2 separate regions of the Gossypium hirsutum genome follow, and region 1 is linked to region 2. Evidence: chromatin contacts called from public Hi-C data. All regions are on one chromosome and are shown on one strand. Each heading gives the region's core, a stretch centred on a gene start, on an enhancer-like site or on the middle of the called end of the contact. The rest is flanking DNA. Distances are from core to core; before and after follow the strand shown.

The links. A called contact is a pair of places that touch in the nucleus more often than the background predicts.
Region 1: a Hi-C map of leaf shows a contact between it and region 2, with 2.2 times the contacts expected there. The contact joins the promoter of LOC107934419 here to the promoter of LOC107903621 in region 2. A contact is called at or near these places in 2 of 34 Hi-C or Micro-C datasets (callus and leaf).

Annotation. Positions count from the first base shown.
Region 1 is chrA12:36,858,329-36,862,130 of Gossypium_hirsutum_v2.1, forward strand. It overlaps LOC107934419 (peroxidase 17), which reads left to right and starts at 2,007. Exons shown (of 3, transcript XM_016866850.2): 1 at 2,007-2,375; 2 at 2,454-2,645; 3 at 2,733-3,390. The coding sequence starts at 2,172. The coding sequence ends at 3,326.
Region 2 is chrA12:36,136,603-36,140,386 of Gossypium_hirsutum_v2.1, forward strand. It overlaps LOC107903621 (calmodulin-binding transcription activator 3), which reads right to left and starts at 1,303. Exons shown (of 13, transcript XM_016829714.2): 1 at 774-1,303; 2 at 155-274. The coding sequence starts at 813.

The DNA.
Region 1 (3,802 bases), core at 757-3,256, 720 kb after region 2:
TTTCTTTTTTCCTTTTTATTTTCACTTTTTTTGTACATATAAACATTTTTTCTTTTTTCCTTTTCTTTCAAAAATAGTATACATATATTTAGATATAAAAATAAAAAAGAAAACAAAAAATAATACATTTTTTAAATTCCGGCCACCGTGCAAAGGTGACAAAGACGGCGGACGGCGCCAGTCCGGCGCCTGGGTACTGACCGGACCATAGCCGAAATGGGAAAAAGGGAGAGAGTTGAGAGCTTTGTTTTATTTTTTTTATTTTTTTATTTTTACTATTATTTATATTATTATTATTTCTCATGTATATATTATTATTTATATTATTATATTATATATACCCTCTCTATATTTATTTATATTATTACTATCATTATTGTTACTTCTATTATTTTTTTTTCTGACTATTATTATATATATATATGTATTATTGTTTGTATTATTATTATTATTATTATCACCCATATTGTTATTACTTTACTTTTGTATTCTAATATATTATTAATATTACTCATATTTTCATTATTTTTGCTATTACTATTATTATTATATATTAGTGTATATTTTTATGTATATATATATTTATATATAGTATTGTTTTTTATTACTTTAATTTAATATTTTTATTATATTTGCTTTTTGTATTTCTATATTTATTATTATTATATAGTGTGTATTTCTATTATATACATATATATTTTTATATATAGTATTATTATTTACTTTACTTTAATATTATTGTTATCATTATATCCAACCCAATAATAATTCTTTCATAAAAGTAATATTCCGTATTTGGTAATTCGAGACAATCGTGCCCTAACTTATTGGGTTTCGATTTTTCTCCTTTAACCTAAATAACGGAATACTCTTTTAAATCGCGACATGAGTTTTGAAAAATGCTTATTCTCAGAGATACGAGGTGTTGTGCCCTAACTTACCGGGTATGGCATTTTGTTACCTCGAAATAAGATTTTTGCAAGTAAAGGCAATATTCGGTGTTCGGAAATTCGAGGAAACGTGCCCTAACTTATTGGGTTTCGATTTTCCTCATTCACCTTAACTAACTGAATAACCTTTTGAAATACACGAATTTTTATATAAAAGGCAAGCTCGCTCTCGAAAATTCAAGATGTCGTGTCCTAACTTACTGGATGTGACATTTTATATTGTGAGACGAGAAGGTCTTTAACATTTGAGCATTTTCTTTACAAAGAGGGATCGTATTTTAAATTCTTTCAAGTTTTCAAATTTTCGACACTAAGACACTAATTAATCAACTAGGTACCAATTTTGGGCGTATTGAGGGTGCTAATCCTTCCTCGTGCGTAACCGACTCCCAAACTCATTTTCTGATTTTCGTAGACAAAAAATTATCGTTTTAGTAAATCTTAACTTTTATTAAAATGATTAATTTAAGGTGATCCGATCACACCTCATCAAAAAAGATTGGTGGCGACTCCTCTATTCGTTTTCATTTCTAAAAATCTAAGTCAATTCCCTTTTTTTTTTAAAAAATGGTTACGACAACAATAATAATTAAAAGTGTAATTATTCTGTCTACTAGTAGTGGAGTGGAAAAAACTCCACAAGTATATCTGGATTGATGTCATTTTATGGAATTTTTTTACTCCACTAACCTTGAGTGTATAGGATAATTATTCTAATTAAAAATGCAACAAAAGTTTCATTTGTTTATATATGGATAAATTTACAATTTGATATATAAAATTTAATTTTGTACAATTATACATAAAATTTTGATTGTGATTCAAATAAATGTGTAAAATTTTTTTAACTTTATTCAATTATACATATTTAAAAAAATAAATATATCAAAATTATTTTTATATTAAATAAATATAATCATTTATATATATAAAGTGAAAATCAAATCAAAATTTATTTATAAAATTACAGAAATTAATTAATTAAAAATTAATATATAATTTTGAGTTTTATACTTGTATATTTATTTTTTCCTACCCCAGTGAGGCTGTTAAGAATCATCTAACAAGTTCAAAAGTTAATACCCAGATGACCATTCAAGAAAAAAAAGCCTGAATTGGTGTATTTCAAACCCCACCCCCACTCCCCCCTTCCCCCCCCCCCCCAAAAAAAATAAAATAAAATAAAATAAAAAATCCACTATTGTTGTGTTCCCCCAAACGATGTATCGGTTTCCTTGGGTGTTGTTTCTGGTAGCAGCAGTGAACATGGCCGTTGCTGCAGAGCCTCTCCGGCCAGGGTTTTACTTTGAAACATGTCCGCCGGCGGAATTCATCGTCAGAGATGTGATGAAGAAAGCCATGATTAGGGAACCAAGAAGCCTTGCCTCTGTTATGCGCCTTCAATTCCATGATTGCTTTGTTAATGTATTATACAAGTCTGTTCAATTCCATGATTACTTTGTTCATGACTTTTTGCTTAAGCCTGCTTTTGTTTTGATTCAGGGCTGTGATGGTTCGTTACTCTTAGATGATACAGCAGACATGGTTGGGGAAAAGCAAGCTCTTTCAAATATAAATTCGCTACGATCTTTTGAAGTTGTGGATGAAATCAAGGAAGCCTTGGAAGATGCTTGCCCGTCAACTGTGTCTTGTGCAGATATCTTAGTCTTAGCCGCCAGAGATGCTGTTGCTCTGGTACTAATAAGTAATAACCCTTCTTTATTTCTTCATCACATTTTTGATAGAATTTAAGTTCAGCTTTTTTGGTTTGTAATTTATCAGAGTGGAGGACCCAATTGGGAAGTGAGATTGGGAAGAAAAGATAGCTTAACAGCCAGTCAACAAGACTCCGACAATATAATGCCAAGCCCAAGAGCGGATGCAACTTCTTTGATCAATCTTTTCGCCCAATTCAATCTATCAGTGAAGGACCTTGTAGCCCTTTCTGGGTCACACTCCGTAGGCAAAGCTAGGTGTTTCTCCATCATGTTCAGGCTCTACAACCAATCTGGGTCCGGCAAACCTGACCCTACCATCGAACCAGAGTTCAGAGAAAAGCTAAACCAGCTTTGCCCACTTGGTGTAGATGAAAACGTGACGGGACCCCTGGATGCAACCCCTAGAGTGTTTGATAACCAGTTCTACAAGGACTTGGTGGGTGGAAGAGGGTTTCTGAATTCGGATCAAACCCTTTTCACGTCTCGTCGGACTAGGCCATATGTAAGGGTTTTTAGCAAAGACCAAGATGAATTTTTTAAGGCATTCGTAGAGGGGATGTTGAAGATGGGGGAGTTGCAGTTTGAGCAGCCTGGTGAGATAAGAACCAATTGCAGGGTGGTCAATGGTAGACCTGTAGATGTATTAATGTCATATTGAAGGAAGATAGATATTTTGTTTTTGTTCTTCTTCTTGCTGTATATCAAGGCAATTAGTACCATCATATACAAGTCTTTAGAAATAAGAATATATATATATATATATATATGAAAAAGAGTAAGGGCACAAAAGCAAAGAGAATCTATATACTGATCAAAACTGAGTTGCTACGGAATTAAAGACAAATGAAACGGAGTTGTCAAATTCCATTTTCATTAATCTTTATTCAATACATCACAAAATAAATTAATTTTCTTTTTATTAGAATTTTTATTTATTTGTAATATTAAAAATTAATATAATTAACAAAATAACTAAACAATAACATATCCAGTATCATGTTTGCTAGTATATATAAATCAATTTTTAATAATAAAAATTGATAAAATTTTACATAATTAATTTACTCTTTAATTTAACTACGAAAATTAATTTACTTATTTTTCAAATACAAAATACAATTCGACCCCTTAAAC
Region 2 (3,784 bases), core at 53-2,552:
GATATTCAAAGAAGCAAATGATAATATTATCCTAAATGGCAGGAGAAATAGAACTTCAGAATCAAAAGAGCAATATTTTCATGATGTCAAGATAATTATCAACCTATCATCATCTAACAGCATGAACCATTACAATGCAATTCAAAGATCATACTTGGTGGCATATGTGCTGGTTCGGAAGAAATGTGGAATTTCTTATAATTTCTAAGAATTTCACATATTTCAGCTGGTCTTAGCCACCTATGCTGCGCTTCCAGGAGTATTTGATCAATATCTGCACCAAACAAGATGAGAGAGTTCGCTCAAATCTATGCATATAACTTCATATCAAAAAGTAAAAAACCATCAAATTACTCAAACCCTCACATTAACTTCGTAATAAAAAAGATTCTTGATTAATACAAAGCTCTGTGTACCAAAGAAGAAGAAAGTCAAAACAGCTTCATTTGCCTTTTAATTCTGACCCTAAGTCTCTCTCTTTTCAACAAAATTAATACCCCCTCTGCTTAACCATTTCTCTTCTTCCGCATAAAAGAACCCGAATGAGAAGCCATAGTCTCGAACAAATTAATTTAAAACCCACCACAGAAACTAAAGTATAAGCAAGAGCACTACATTTTAGTAAACCAAACCAATAAAAAAAAGGGTGTTAAAACATGCAAATTTCAACATTCACTAGAAACACAAATAAAAGATAATGTAAAAAACTAGGGGGACCCCCGGGGGGGGGGGAGAAATGAAATAGAATATAGAAGAGCCAATTATATAGGTACCAAGTTGATTAGTAAGGACATCGCGCCTAGACTCTGCCATAATCTTGGCTTTCTTTCTTCTTTTTCTCTGTTCAACTCACTCTCTCTCTTAGCTCAAAATATAAAACCCTTGAGAAAAAGCTCCTTTCCAAGGACAGAAGTTATACTCATTTAAGGATCTGTTAAAAGCCCAAAACAAAACAAAAAAAAGAACGCGGTTTATCGAGAAAAGAGAAAGTGGGTGATCGAAGGTAACGCGCCCTTGCTATGTAAGTTTTAATCTCGTTTGTAAAGAAGAATTTTAAAATACAGAAAATTTATATATACATATTTACAAGAGAAAGAGGGAGGAAATCGCCGAGGAAATGGATGGAAGAGGGATTATCACTATCACCCAGGATTCAACGTCGTAGACTTTCTTCGCTCCACTTTTTGACCACCCTTCTCACTTATTGAAACAATCTGCCTCTACCATTATCTTTTATCATTTACCCCAACTTGACTAAACTTTTCTTTTGGTGACAAGGGTACATAAACTATCTTTTATCCATTTTACACTAATTTATAATTTACCCTTTAAATATCATCATTGGACGTTTAAAATATAATTTTTAATTTTTTTTCTTATATATTATTTTTCTCTTTATTTTTTTTTGTTTTCTTTTCCATTTTCTTTCTTCTCCCTTTTATAATATTTGTCAAATACTAACAATATTTATACCGAAAATAAAATACTATTCAAAATTCACTCGCTCAAAATTAAAACACTAGCCATTAATTATATTTTCAAATTTTACTCTCTGCTTGTTGAACCTAGCCAGATTAAAAAAGTTCATTCATCAATCAAAATTAGTGTTTTTAAAAATCGAACAGATCTATTGGACAAGAAGCTGACTCGAATATCAATCTGAAGATAAAAATTGGCTTGGTAACTTTTCGTTTTGGGGTTTTCATACTTGGGATTGAATATTAATTATATGCTGAAATTGGATTGAGCATGTCACTCGGCTAAATTGATAATTGGGGACTTTATTTGTTTTTCAGCTATAAGCCAGATAAACAAAAAAATTTTCTTCAAAGGCGGTGTCATGCAATGAGTTTTTTTCTAAAAGCCACTCCAGTTCTGCTAACTTAACTTAATAAATGATGGTTTAATTAGATGAACATTTTCCTAAAATTAACAAAGGCAACTGCGACACACAACAGGTCTTACACTGACACACAATAAGCTGACGCCAAGTCCCAGACAGGTCTTACACTAGCTTGTATATCTCGAGGCTAATGGATGTCCCAAACATGTCTTACACTAGCTCTCGTCTCAAAGCCAATGCATGTGCCAGACATGTCTTACACTAGCACACATATCACCCAATGTCATGGCATGAATATCCAAATCTATTCCTAAAGTTCAACCGGTAGTCTTTACTACGTTAATTTCTCAATGTGCATACTCATATTCACAATCATAACAATTTATGCAATATCAATTCAATCACAAATCATAACAATATAGTTGCATTATTAACATACAACTTACCTCAGATTACAAAATGTAGGCGACTAGTCGGTTTTAATCTACTTGGATAGCCTTCCCCTGGTCTAGGTTCGAATTTTGTGTTTCTTGATCTAAAATAATAAAAATTCATCCATTTAATTACTAGATAAATTTATACAATCAAAAATTCATATTTTTTTGCAAAATGACCATTTTGCCCCTAAACTTTCACAAAATGAACATTTTATCCCTAGGCTCGAAAATCAAATTTTATCGAATTTCTTCATGCCTTAATCCTAGACAAACCCTTTTTACTCTTATAACATCCCAAAATTTCCATTATTTCACCACATTACTATCTATTTTACAATCTTTACAAAATGATCCTATTAGGGTTTTCATGAGAAGTTCTTTCACAAAAGTTGTTTATTTCACAACCATAACTTATATTATTCCATAAAATTTCAGTTAACAACATATATGCTTTCATAGGAAAACCCTAGACTCTCAACCATTTTGCAAAATAGTCTCTTCATTAGTTAGCTCATGCTATAAGGGTTCCAAAAGTACCAAAATCATAAAAAATAACCATCTAAATCACTTACTTGAGAGAGGAATAAATGGCTGAAAGTTTCAAGCTCCCATGGCTATTTCTTGGAGGAAAAATCGGTGGAAGAAAGAAGAGTAAAAAGATGACAACATTTTTCTCTTTATTTTATTTCTAGACAATATTAAGTCATCAACTCACCTAACCATTTGACCAATTGATTTATCTTGTCCCTACGGTCGGCCAAGCTTCTTTTAAGGGTCTAATTTCACTTTAAAGACCTCAAATTATGGCTCTCTAGCTATTTAACACCTTTGGCTAGCAAATCACAACTTTTTCCCTTTATGCGATTTAGTCTTTTTTTTTGCAATTAGGCTCACAATGCTAAAATTAATTCACCAAAATTTTCATACACTCATATAATCATACTATGACACCAAAATAAAAATAATAATAATTTCTTGACTTCAAAATTGTGGTCCTGAAATCACTGTTCTGACTAAGCCCAAAATCGGTTTGTTACAAAACTGTTGGATCAGCTAGGGTTTTGATTTGTAGATACTAAGATAAGCACCATTTGGGGAAATGTTGGGAAAGAATGCTCCTCGACAAGTAAATAGATGCAACTCTGGCACAAAATTAGAGGGTTAGTTAGTTTCCTCCAAGGGGTCCAATCAGAATTAAAGTTAGACAACTAGCACTAGTTTATGCAGCTAGGCGTCACAAGGACCAAGACACATCCAATGTTAATGCGAGAACATTTCCTAAATCGTACTTCGCATCGATTAATTCTGACTTCACTTGTTTGTTCAGTGTTAGTAGAGTTTTTAATAAATTTGGAATCGGTCTAGAGGAATCCGATAGTAAAATTTCTGTAATTAGATCTTAAAGAGATATTTGTTGGGATTTAAGAGAAGCGTGTTTGGAATTGTATTGGAAACCAGAGTTACACAACGAAAGTGTGGCAACTCAGTTTAAAGAAAGGAGTAT